Linked DNA regions of Sus scrofa: region 2 is linked to region 1. The links are chromatin contacts, called in public HiChIP or PLAC-seq maps. All regions are on one chromosome and are shown on one strand. The core of a region is the stretch at or near the end of the contact, and the rest is flanking DNA. Distances in the headings are between cores, read along the strand shown. Region 1 overlaps ZNF395 (zinc finger protein 395). Region 2 has its middle 5.8 kb from the start of EXTL3.

Region 1 (6,763 bases), core at 77-2,576:
CATGGTTATTGTTTCCTGTTACTATTAGTGTTTCTTGATTTCTCTTTGTGGTACCAGAACCATAGGACACATTTGGGGCTGGCTGGTTAATATGGACCATTGATAGCTCCCAAGAAAGAATTGGTAGGGGAGTGAGGAGAAAGTAGAGATGGGGGGGGTTCCCTTTGTGGCTCAGGTTCAGTCCCTGACCTGGGGACTTCCACATGCTGCGTGCACAGCCAAAAAAAAAAAAAAAAAAAAAAAAAAAAAGGAGGGATGGGGAATAGAAGTTTGAAGGAGGCAGCAGTTCCACTGATAGAGACACACTGGTGGGGGTAGGGGATTGGTGGATTGGAACCCTTGATCTGAGGTATAAAGTAATAGGTGGTCCTGGAAAGCCACTCTAGGGTCCAGAATTAACCTGGCTTCTCCACCCACCTGCATGGCAGGCCTCTGTAGGTGTTTGAATTCACTTCTGAATCCCTCAAGGACTGCTGATTGTGTTAGCAACTGAGCCATATTCCTAACATGATGAGTGTGCCAAACATACCTGGCCACCTTGCCCAGCCTACACTGAGTCTAGATTCATATATTTTCACTTCTATGCTATCATTCTCTGGTGTAAATTTGGCTAAACTTTTCCTTAACTTTGGGGATTAATTACATCATCGCTTTGGGCCCGCCCAGAGGGCCATACGTGTATAAAGGTCTTCCCAAACCGCTAAATGATTAACAGTGACTTGGACTGTTGAACAAGGTCAGAGTAAAGCATTGACCTTTCTTTCGTAGGGAGGTGGTTAGGATGCAAGTGGAGAAGGGATTTTCAAGGAAAGAAAGGAAGTGGAAGTAGAGACTTGCAGGATTGGGAGCCGTTGTTTTGTTCTGTTTTGCTTTCTTTTCTATTGTGGCTCACTGACGTAGGGAAAAAAAAAAGCCATGTAGATAAAAAGCAACTTTATTGCATGTTTTATTTTGGGAGAGCTCACACCTCCTGGAGTAGTGGCAGGATCGTGCCCTTTGACACCAGATAGACGTGAGTTCAGTCCCCAGGGACGGCCTTTCCTGGTTGTGTAGCCCTGGCAACCTAACCTCTCGGTGGCTCAGTTTCCTCATCAGAAATAAAAGAACATATGTTTAAGTCATTTTGAGGATTAAATTAGTACAGTTTGTGAAAGCTAGTGCTATTAGGCATTTAATAAAGGCAGTTTCCCTTCCTTCTTTCTCTTCTGCTTTTAAAAAATTAAGATTTGGGTGGACTCTAAATAAAACAAATACTAAAATATACTTCAGAGTGGAATTCGGGCCAATTACAGGAGAAAGGCCAGAGAACACATGTGGGAAGAAACCGGAAGTGGGCAGGTTCACCCACCGTGCAAATCCAGCAGGCTTTTTTGAAGGTCACCAGCTTTGCAGACCAAGTAAAAAGTGTTCTTTACATTTTCTTTTTTTTCAAAGACTTAACAAAAACATTGTCAGAATCTGTTAGTCAAATATTTCAGGCTTCATCTGTAGACTGGAAGCCCAGGAATTTTGGAAATACTACCCTGTCTTCATTTTCAGTGGTAGAAACCTCAAACTTCCTGCTGTGGAAAGTGGGGGTGGCCACTGTGTTTTTATTGGTCAAGAGCAGGATTGTTGCTTTCTCTGGATGGATGCTGCCATCTGATGTCTCTGAGTGGCACTGTGGCTTCACTTCTAGCTCAGTGAGATTAAACTGAGGGTAGGAGGTTCTTGTTTCTGGTTTAAGGCTTCGAGGATGGTGGTAGGTGACTTGAGTTTTTAAAACCGCGTTAACTTGGATGGACATCTGGTGTCTTTTTGGTTTTTCTGATAGCGGTAGAGAATTTACTCTTTACATTTTTTTCTTCCTTTTGATTACATACACAGTAAAGCTTTCCGATAGAATGTTACTGATTATAAAGACACTTGGAGAGGAACTCTGTAGAATGCTGTGATTTTGATCTTTTTCTTAACCTCTTCTTTGCTTTCTAGGGAATTCATGGTAGAGATACCATACTCTCTGGTTCTAGCCCTGGAAGCTCTGATTAAAACACTTGTAGAAATGAGCCAAACCCTTTCCTCCATATTTGCAACTTTATTATTATTTTCTTTTTTTTAATGAAAGTATAGTTGATTTTTAATGCACTTATTTCTGCAAAGTGAACCAGTCATACACATATATACATTCCCCCCCCCCTTTTTTTTTGGTCTTTTTAGGGCTATACCTGCAGCATTCAGAAGTTCCCAGGCTAGGGGTCAGATCAGAGCTACAGCTTCTGGCATACACCACAGCCACAACAATGTGGAATCTGAGCCCCGTCTGTGGCCTGTGTCGCAGCTTGTGGCAATGCCAGATCCTTAACCCACTGAACAGCAAGGCCAGGGACTGAACATTCATCCTCATGGATACTAGTCAGGTTCTTAACTCGCTAAGCCACAGCAGGAACTCCTACATTTCCTTCCTTATATTATCTTCCATCTTGGTCTATCCCAAGAGATTGGATATAGTTCCCTGTGCTATACAGTAGGACTTTATTGTTTATCCATTCTAAATGTGATAGTTTGTATCTGCTAACCCTAAATTCCCCATCCATCCTGCTCTTTCCCCCTTCCCTTTGGCAACCACAAGTTTGTTCTCTATGTCTGTGAGTCTTTTTCTTTTCTGTAGATGGATTCATTTGTGCCATATTTTAGATTCCACATATAAGTGATATATGTTAGTTGCCTTTCTTTTTCTCATTTACTTCACTTAGTATGAGAATCTCTAGTTCCATCCATGTTGCTGCAAATAGCCTTATTTGTTCTTTTTATGTCTGAGTAGTATTCCATTGTGTATATATACCACACCTTCTTTTTTTTTTTTTTTTTTTTTTGTCTTTTTGCCATTTCTTGGGTCGCTCCTGCAGCATATGGAGGTTCCCAGGCTAGGGGTCCAATCGGAGCTGTAGCCACCGGCCTACACCAGAGCCACAGCAACTCGGGATCCGAGCCGCGTCTGCAACCTCCACCACAGCTCTCGGCAATGACGGATTGTCAACCCGCTGAGCAAGGGCAGGGATCGAACCCTCAACCTCATAGCTCCCAGTCGGATTCGTTAACCATTGCGCCACGACGGGAACTCCTGTACCACATCTTCTTAATCTGTTTATCTGTCAGTGGATATTTAGGTTGTTTCCATGTCTTGGCTATTGTGAATAGTGCTGCTGTGAACATAGGAGTGCACGTATCTTTTTGAATTATAGTTTTGTCTGGATTTATGCCAGCAGTGGGATTGCTGGATCATATGGTAGTTCTATATTTAGTTTTCTGAGGAACCTCCATACTGTTTTTCCATACTCTCTAGTGGTTCTACCAATTTACATTCACACCACCTTTGCAGGAGGGTTCCCTTTTCTCCACACCCCTCCAGCATTTGTTATTGTAGACTTATTAATGATGGCCATTCTGCCTAGTGTGAAGTGGTACTCCAATGTGGTTTTTATTTGCATTTATCTAATAATCAGCCATGTTGAGCATTCTTTTCATGTGCCTACTGGCCATCCATGTGTCTTCTTTGAAGAATTGTCTATTTAGGTCTTCCGCCCATTTTTTGGTTGGATTATTTGTTTTTTTGTTGTTGTTGAGTTGTATGGGCTGTTTGTATATTTTGGGGATTAAGCCCTTGTCAGTTACATCATTTGCAAAGATTTTCTCCCATTCTTTGTGTTGTCTGTTCTTTTCCTTTCTTTCTTTCTTTCTTTTTTTTAATGGTTTCCTTTGCTGTGCAAAAGCTTATAAATTTGATTAGATTCCTTTTTTTTTTTTTTCCTATTACCTTGGGAGGCTGGCCTAAGAAAACATTTATATGGTTTATGTCAGAGAATGTTTTGCCTATATTCTCTTCTAGGAGTATTATCTTTTAAACTTATTTTTCCCATTCATGTTTTGTTACTGTGAAGATATTTGCTTAGCATAATTTGCTGGGATGGTTGAGAAGGAGGCCAGGATTGGGGATATGTGGAGATGCCACAGAACTGAAATGAAGCCTTGGGGTACTTTTGGACAAGGGTGAAAGTAAAGAAGGTTTATAGACTTATTCAAAGAAAGTTTGAACCCACACCTGTGGTGCAGCTTTCTTTTGACCTGAGTGTGGCTGGAGGAAGAGGGGTGGGAGGGGGGAGAGAGGAGCTGGAGTTGTCACTTGAAATGTCAAGCTTAATAGATGCAGGTGGAGTTGGTCTGGTAGGCATTCCAGGTAGGGAAGTAATGTTGGTATTGAGTTCATGAAAATCCTAGTATTTTATACCAGCCACAGCACCAGGGATATGCTTTGCACATGTCAGTTCCTCAAATCCTGACTGGATAAACAAATTAGGAGGGAACAGGGGAGCTGGGACAGCAGAGATTAGGAGTGTGCTGGGGGGCGGTGTCAGAGGAAATGAACCTCAGCAGGATGGCAGAGGAGCCACTCGAGCCCTGGAGAAGGGGTGGCATGAGTTTGCAAAGTGCTGGGTCTGATGCTTTTCCTTCTGCCAGCAGACCCAAGCCCAGGAGTGGCTGGGTTCCCTGGTAGGATCTGTCCTAAAGTTCTGTGCGGGATGCAGGGGATTCAGGTTTCTGGGGGTGAAGGGACTGCAAAGTTCTGAATTGTTGGCGGATGACCGCTGGAAGTCGGTTGGTGGGAAGGCAGCAGGTGAGAAGGGCAGCTAGTAGCCTGGGAACCAGAAGGGGAAACCAGGAAGGAGGGCATGGTTGGGGGTTGTGAGTGCAAAGCTTGACCCTCCAGAGGCCGGGCAGTACCCTGTGCCTCAGTTCATGACATGGAAGGCAGAGATGGAAGTCAGTGAAGTCAAGGGAGGTGAGGAACAGGGAAGTAGAAGCTTAAGTAGTGACCCCAGGCAGGGCATATTTGGAAGAGGGGGGAGCATGGTGTAGTCCTGAAAAAACAGTCTTGGAATTGGTCCCTGGGGGCCCTGATTTGGCCCTTTACCTTGATCTTGGTCAAGTCTCTTAATCTGAGTCTTTTTTTTTTTTTAATTTTTAAAATGATTTTTATTTTTTCCATTGTGGTTGGTTTACAGTGTTCTGTCAATTTCTACTGTACAGCAACGTGACTCAGTCACACACGTATATATACACACATTCTTTTTCTCACATTATCCTCCATCGTAAGTGACTAGATATAGTTCCCTGAGCTTTATAGCAGGATTTTTTTGTTTTTGTTTTTTTTTTGAGATTAGAACTAGGATGGATGCTAATGGTACCAGTGGAATGAGACAATGCCAGTGCAGGACTTAAGAGTCTAGCACATCGGAAGTGCTCTTAAGTGTTAGGTATGAATATGATATTTACAGAATAATGAGGTGTTCCGAGGTGAGCCATCTAGGTCACCTAGGGGGTTATTACCAAACGGGGAAAAGGGATCATTTTTCATCTTTTAAAGAACATGGAAGATAAGTCTAGTACATAGTTATTTAGAAGCCTGTGCCCAGAAGGCTTCTACTAGAACGTTCTTATTTGCTCCTCTGAGGTTGGTGAGTGTGACTTACAGATGAGGAAACAGACTCTGACTGGGGACTGACAGTGTGGCCTGAACAGATCTGCTGTTTTTCCCTGCCTCCTGCTTACCAGAGAGGCTGTGGGTCGGAGTGGGATTTCCCAAGAGCAAGCCTGTTGGCTGTTTCAAATCGCTCAGGCTCTGTAAGATGGAGTTCCTCTTTTCTGGAATGGTATAGGCTCCTGAAGGTCAAGGGGTGGCCCCGGCCCTGGGGCTTAGGGGGTGCCAAGTGCCAAGAACCCTGCCTCTCAGGCAGGACTTTGGTTAAAGGAGTATCACACCAAGCTTTTTGGTCTGGTCTCCCTTCTTGCTCTTTCCCCCTATAAAATGCAGAGGACGGCACTGCCCAGTTCCCTGCTTTCTGGAGTATGACACTCGCGTGACACCTCGGAGAGCACAGAAATGATGTGTGTGGTTTCCAGAGCAGCCCCTGTTGGTCGTGGGGTGACTGTGCAGAGGCCTGGAACAGTCCTTCTTAGCTCATGTCAGGGCCGTGGTCCTGCATTTCTGTCACCCCTGAATGCACAAGCAACCTGACCGCCCCCAGGTGCTGTGGGAGGCAGTGAGGGGACCTGGGTTTGGAGCCATGAGACCAGATCTCGTTCAGGCTCTAGCACCAACTACCTTCATCGCCGTGAATAAGTCATTGAAGCTCTAGGCATTAGTTCCTCCAATGAAAAACAAGGAGCATGGAGTTCCTGTTGTGGCTTAGGGAGGATGCGGGTTCCATCCCTGGCCTCGCTCAGTGGGTTAAGGATCTGGTGTTGCTGTGAGCCGTGGTGTAGGTAGGTCGAAGATACGGATTGGATCTGGTGATGCTGTTGCTATAGTGTAGGCTGCAGCTCTGATTTGATCCCTAGCCTGGGAACTTTCATATGCCAAAGGCGTGGCCCTAAAAAGAATAAAAGAAGGAGCATTAGCATGGCCTGTTTCTGAAGTTGTTTGCAGCTTTGAAGCCAGCTGAGCTTGAGAACCTGCAAGTACCCAACAACCACTCTTCTACTCTGACTTAGCACTGATGTAATAGGATCCTGACCTGGGAAGTGGTCCTTGGGGTGTGGGTGGAGCAGCAGCTGAGAGGCTCCCTGTAGGCAGAGCAGTTTAAGCAACGCAACCCTGGGTACAGCCCTCCGGCACAATCATAAGGGATTTGTTAAATTAGCAATGATGCGTCTGCCTAAGAAAACACTGTGTGACTTCTGTTTTTGTGGAATAATGTATAATGACATAGTACAGCCCACGCAGGTT
Region 2 (6,594 bases), core at 2,947-5,446, 270 kb before region 1:
GGTCCTCATCACTGGGGGGCACACAGCATAGCCTCCTGGGAAGAACTCAGCTTTAGTTCTAGAGGCTAAGAGCCTCACAGCTTGGGAAGGGTGCCTGCAAAGGTGGAATCAGTCTTTCTGAGCGAGCCAGCCTCCCGCATTTAACCTCATCCATGGGTGGGATGAGAAGCTTTAAATCTTCACTGAGCCTGGTCACCTGCCTTCTGAAGTGATGGGGAGAAGATGTCAGAGAATGAAGCCCTGCCTGTTACTTGCAGAAGCTTTTGTTTGTTAATTCTTCTGAAAGTATCAGAAGCCCAATCAGAGGTGTGCTGATAAAACAGCTGGCCCTCCAGAAGAAAATCTCTGATTCGTGGTGTTTGTAGATTTCTGTGGTGTTTTCTCCTAGGGCTGATCTCAAGCTACCAACATGAGGTCACTGAACGCAGGGCTGGAGGCCAGCAGGCCACGTCACCAAGCCTGGAAAATGGCTTCACAGTCTCAAGCAGGGAGGCAGCCAGGGAGCCGCTTGAGCAGCCCAGGAAGGTGCAGGCAGAAGGGCAGCCCTTGTGGATTTGCAGCAGGGCCTCCAACTGGGCAACAGTGCTAGCAGGGAGCCCTGAGCAGGGCGGGTCTCAGTGAGAAACCGGGAACACACTCAGCCCCCAGGCAATGGGGATGGGGCAGGACAGGGAGTCTAAATTTAGGAGGAGGAAGTGCATTCTTTCTCTTTTTAGGGCTGAGCTCAGGGCATGTGGAAGTTCCCAGGCTAGGGGTTGAATTGCAGCTGTAGCCACTGGCCTATGCCACAGCCATAGCAACTCGGGGTCTGACCCACATCTGTGACTTACACCACAGCTCACGGCAACGCCGGATCCTTAACCCACTGAACAAGGCCAGGGATCGAGCCTGCGTCCTCATGGGTACTAGTCAGATTCCTTTCCGCTTCGCCATGATGGAAACTCCAGGAAGTGCATTCTTGCAGAGCTGAGAGAGGCCACCCCAGTCTGGGTAAGAGGAATAGGACAGGCAGCTTCAGAGCCCAAGTGGAGCAATGGGATTGTCCGCAGGCTGGAGGGCAACATCCCTCTTTCACTTCCCGTCTCTGGGCATCCCTCCCCTCCACAAGATGATCTTGCCAGAAAGAGAGGTTTAGGGTAGAGCTTCCAGGGTTCACATGAGGTCACTGGGCTAAATCCCACAAGGGCTTCCTCCCAGTTTAGGGACTTGGTACCAGGCTGAGCCGAGGAGAGGACACATGTGCTCATGTTAGACCCGGGAAAGCTTGTGCCAAGGCAGGTAACAAAACCAAGAGAAACCACTGGGTCTCCTGTCACTTAAGAATTACCTTAGGGACCCTGTATATGGTGCAGGCTAGGGCTGCACCTGGGCTACAGCCTAACCCAGCAGTTCACTCTGTTTTCAACATTGATCTTCTGCAGTGATCCCCCACACATGGTGATCTTTCTCATGGGCAAAGATGATCATACACATGTTCCTTTCTGCTTAAACACCTTTCCTTGGGTCAAGTTCACTCTCTTTTGCACAGGGCACAAGATCCGGCTTTCCCGGATCTGATATCTATTCATCTGCTGCTCTGCTCCTGATAACTTCACTTTATCTGGGTTCCCATTCCCAAACTAGCTATGTTTGCTTGATGCTAGGCCCTCATAGTTTCTTTTCCCTCTGAGTTTCTACTCTTTCTATGAGTCACTCCCATGCCAGGCAAGGATCTTGGATCACATCTATAGTTTTATTATTAAATCCTCGAGGGGTTTGAGGTGTTTTTTTTTAGGGCCGCACTGCAGCATATGGAGGTTCCCAGGCTAGGGGTCAAATCGGAGCTGCAGCTGCCAGCCTACACCACAGCCACAGCAACGCCAGATCCAAGCCATGTCTGTGACCTACCCAAGCTCATGCAACTGGATCCTTAACCCACTGAGTGGGGCCAGGGATTGAATCTGAGTGCTCATGGCTACTAGTCAGGTTTGTTACCACAAAGCCACAGTGTGAATTCCAACTTTCATGTTTTTTTAAACTTTCTTTTACTGTGGCAAAATATATGTAACATAAAATTTGCCATTTGGTGAACATCTCCTCAGAAAAGAAAATCATGGACTTGGAGAAGAGACTTGTGGCTGCCTGATGGGAGGGGGAGGGAGTGGGAGGGATCGGGAGCTTGGGCTTATCAGACACAACTTAGAATAGATTTACAGGAGATCCTGCTGAATAGCATTGAGAACTTGTCTAGATACTCATGTTGCAACAGAAGAAAGGGTGGGGGAAAAATGTAATTGTAACGTATACATGTAAAGATAACCTGACCCCCTTGCTGTATAGTGGGAAAATAAAAAAAAATATTAAAAAAAATTGCCATTTGAACCATTAAATGTAGTTTAGTGGCATTAATTTCACTGACAATGTACAACTATCACTATTTCTACTATTTTTCATCACCCTAAATGGAAACTCTGTACCTATTAAGCAATAACTGCCCCACTCCTTCCTTCACCAAACCTCCTTTAATGTCTAATTTACTTTCTGTCTCTATGAATTTGCCTATTCTAGGTATTTTCTATAAGAGGAATCACACAATAATTGTCCTTTTGAATCTGGCTTCTTTCACTTAGCATATTTTCAAGGTTCAGTCATGCTGTGTCCTGTGTTAGAATTCCATTCCTTTTCATGGCTGAATAATATTCCATTGTATGGATACACCACCTTTTATTTATCCATTCATCTGCTAATAAGACATTAGGGTTGGAGTTCTCGTTGTGGCACAGGGGAAGTGAAGCCAACTAGGAACCATGAGGTTGCAGGTTCAATATCTGGCCTCAGTGGGTTAAGTATCCTGCATTGCCGTGAGCTGTGGTGTAGGGACACAGATGCGGCTCAGATCTGGCGTTGCTGTGGCTGTGGTATAGACTGGCAGCTGTAGCTCCAATTGGACCTCTAGCCTGGGAACTTCCATATGCCATGGGTGTGGCCCTAAAAAGCCCCCCCCCAAAAAAAAGATATTTGGGTTGTTTCCGCCTTTGGGTCATTGTGAATAATTCTGCTCTGAACACTGGCATACACTTCACATGTTTTCCCCTGCACGTGGTAAAATCTTATTTCTACTGTGGACCTGGCTAGCTTCTATTTATCTTACAGAGCCCTTTATAAATTCTGTAAACTTATAAAATAGTGGAATAGAGCCCAAACTCCAACTCCTGCCTGTGTTCAGAGATGTTCATTCCCACTTTGTCCTTGAATTACAGGCTTTCCTAGATGGACTATCATAATGAACGTGGGAGGACTGAGAGTAGGAGAGCCTGAAAAGTCCAGTTAGGAGGCTCCAGTAATCCTGGAGTTAGAGGTAGGGCCTGGGCCAAGGGAGGAAAAAGAAGTCCACTTTTGATATTCATAAATTTCCACATGCAGCCATTCTCAGAAAGTAACACGGTGTGGTGATCACTGTGGGTGTGAGAGGAGAAAAGTGGAATAGAGGAGTCCCCGTCGTGGTTCAGTGGTTAACAAATCGGACTAGGAACCATGAGGTTGTGGGTTCGATCCCTGGCCTTACTCTGCGGGTTAAGGATGGGGCATTGCTGTGAGCTGTGGTGTGGGTCGCAGACGCGGCTCGGATCCCACATTGCTGTGGCTCTGGTGTAGGACAGTGGCTATAGCTCAGGACAGTGGCTATAGCTCTGATTGGACCCCTAGCTGGGAACCTCCATATGCTGAGGGAGCGGCTCAAGAAAAGGCAAAAAGACAAAAAAAAAGGGGGGGGGATAGAATAGGAGATAAATAAAAAGAAGGGAGATTAGAGTAAGTGGTCACTTGAACACTCAGCAGAACTTTAGTCAAGCTACGAAATCATTACCATAATAGTGAATTTAGTCCAATAAAGGCAAAGTGGAATAGCCAGATGCCAACAAGCAACTTTATTTCACATGCTTCTGCATGAACGTAAGTAATCTAGTGCACTGAATACAAACAAGAATATGCAATTGGACATATACTGAAGACATGATCTAGCCTAAATTTGGTCAAACGTTGCCTATTGGTATTAACCTGCTTCCTGAGAAACAGTCACTGAAAGCCTCTGTGATTTTCTTTCCCTTCCCCAAAGCTTTGAGGCCTTGATCTGCATTTTGTCCAATTTATGAGAAGTTGCAAGACATTCCAATTGGTACACTTAGAAGTCTCTTGATGACCCTAATCCTGGGCCACTGCCAAGCAAAATTAGGAAGTAAACAGCCCCCATCTTCTTTTTGTGTCTTTCCCTTCCAGGCACTGAGTGTTAACAACAGGTATGAATCATTAAGGGTGGAATTTTAGGCATGAGTGGGAAAGAAAGTTTTTGGCTATGGCAACCCTGTGGGCACTCCTCAAATCACACCAAGACACACCACACACTCAGGTGGGCTGAAAAGCCAGTCCTGCCTGGACAGATCCTCTCAGGACTGAGATTTTCTCATAGGAAGTAGGCTTTGAAAGAACGTCTTGCTTCCTGGAGTTGAGCATATCTGGGCAGACCAGACTTGACTCAGTCTGACCGAAAAGGGTTTGAGACGATAAAAGAGGATGTGGCTAAAAGAAGGAAGCAAAAAGGACCCTTGGGGAAGAAGCCTGTAAATCAATTCTGTTTTCCCTTCAATTTCCCAAGCCAAAAGAATGAAACCACAACAAGTTCTAAGACACATCATGTGGAGCCACTAAGTATTGTGGTCACTGGGTTGTTCCTGTCCGTGTGTTCTTAGTTCCTGCTCCACAGTCAAGTCCCCACTCAGTACACAACTGCTAATGAATTCACTTAGGAAATCTCTTCAGCTGCAGGCAATATCAGCCCTGGGAATTCAGCCCTGTGAAATACCAGCCCTGTGCAAAAATCTTAACAAGCACAAGATTTGCTTTTTACATCTGACTACCTTTCTTTTGTCTCTGTGGGGTTTCCATCTCCCTGTCTCAGTTACTGACTCTTCATCTCTTACAACCTTCCCATTTCTTTTTACATAAAGTATCTTTACCTGTTTATTGAAAGGATCTTATATACTAATTCATACTAAGGCATGAATGACTGAAAATAGCTTATTATACTGCCTTTTACAAGCACAGTCACATTTTTTAAAGTAATAATTTCATCAGATAGATTTGATATGATTTTTTTTTGGTTGCACCTAGGCCACTGCAGTGATAACACCTTAACCCACTGCTCCACAAGAGAACTCCAGATATTATATATATATATATATATATATTTTTTTTTTTTTTTTTTTTTTTTTAAATCCAAGGAATGGAGAAAGATATACCAAGCTAACATTAATCAAGAGAACACTAGAGAAAAATTGGGCTTCAGAGCAAGGAAAATTATCAGGGATAAAGACAGGCAGACCTGATGATAAATGGGTTAAGTCTTCAAGAAGACATAATAATACTTAATATGTATGCACCTAAAAACAAAGCATCAAAATATATAAGGCAAAAACTGATAGAACTGCAAGGAGAAACAGATGAATCCACTATTAAAGTTAGACAGTTCAACAGCCATTATCAGAAATGGACAGATTCAGGAGTTCCCATTGTGGCTCAGTGGTTAACGAATCTGACTAGGAACCATGAGGTTACGGGTTTGATCCCTGGCCTTGCTCAGTGGGTTAAGGATCCAGCGTTGCTGTGAGCTGTGGTGTAGGTTGCAGATGAGGCTTGGATCCTGAGTTGCTATGTCTCTGGCGTAGGCCAGCGGCTACAGCTCCAATTAGACCCCTAGCCTGGGAACCTCCATATGCCGCAGGAGCGGCCCTAGAAAAAGGCAAAAAGATAAAAAAAAAAAAAAAGAAAAGAAAAGAAAAGAAAAAGAAAGAAAAAGAAAAAGACAGATTCAGCAGGCAGAAAATCAGTAAGGACATATTTGAACTCAATACCATCACCAATCTACTGAATACAATTGACATCTACTGGCTACTTAACAACAACAGAACACACATTCCTCTCATGTTCACATGGAACATTCATTAAGATCACATCTGGGTCATAAACACAATTTAATAAATTTTTTAAAAATAGAAATCATACAAAGTATGTTCTTAATTGTTCCCATTGTGGCTCGGACATAGTTAAAAACCCAACATAGTGTCTGTAAGGAGGCGGGTTTGATCTCTGGCCTCACTCAGTGGGTTAGGGACCTGGTGTCACCACAAGCTGCAGCAAAGTTTGCAGGTGTAGCTCGGATCCCACATTTTGTGGCTGTGGTGTAGGCCAGCAGCTGCAGCTCAGATTTGACCCCTAACCCCAGGAACTTCCACATGCTACAGGTGCAGCAAAGAAAAGAAAGTATGTTCTCATACCACAACAGAATTAAACTAGAAATTGTCGTCTAAAAAAATACACAGCCTTTTTTTGTTAGAATTATGTTTTATTTTGTGGATATTCTAAGGACTTTAAGCCCAGGAGACAGGACTCTCAGATGCTCTGAGGTACTGCTCTGAAGAGGTAAGTGAGGAGCCAAGGTATATAGGAGTTTTTGCAACAAAGACTAGATAGTCAGAACATCAAAATATTACTATTAATTAAAGCCAGATGGCTCAAGTTAGGGAATTTGGCACTTTTCTACGTATGGGAAGATGCAAAGGT

The links. HiChIP or PLAC-seq counts read pairs in DNA pulled down with a chosen protein or histone mark.
Region 2: an H3K27ac HiChIP or PLAC-seq map of alveolar macrophages shows a contact between it and region 1. The contact joins two enhancer-like sites. A contact is called at or near these places in 3 of 47 Hi-C or Micro-C datasets (alveolar macrophages, embryonic fibroblasts and omental adipose tissue) and 1 of 2 datasets of contacts at active chromatin or transcription factors (alveolar macrophages).

What each region holds. Positions count from the first base shown.
Region 1 is chr14:12,154,879-12,161,641 of Sscrofa11.1, reverse strand. The region is part of intron 1 of ZNF395 (zinc finger protein 395); the gene reads left to right. Among named protein-coding and RNA genes, the nearest start is that of ZNF395, 26 kb to the left of the region's middle. Within about 2 kb of position 1,326, at least 34 of the 83 cell types and tissues checked have an H3K27ac peak or open chromatin away from gene starts, as enhancers often do. A contact at or near this core is called in alveolar macrophages, where this site is marked.
Region 2 is chr14:12,428,498-12,435,091 of Sscrofa11.1, reverse strand. No RefSeq gene overlaps it. Among named protein-coding and RNA genes, the nearest start is that of EXTL3, 5.8 kb to the left of the region's middle. Within about 2 kb of position 4,196, at least 4 of the 83 cell types and tissues checked have an H3K27ac peak or open chromatin away from gene starts, as enhancers often do. A contact at or near this core is called in alveolar macrophages, where this site is marked.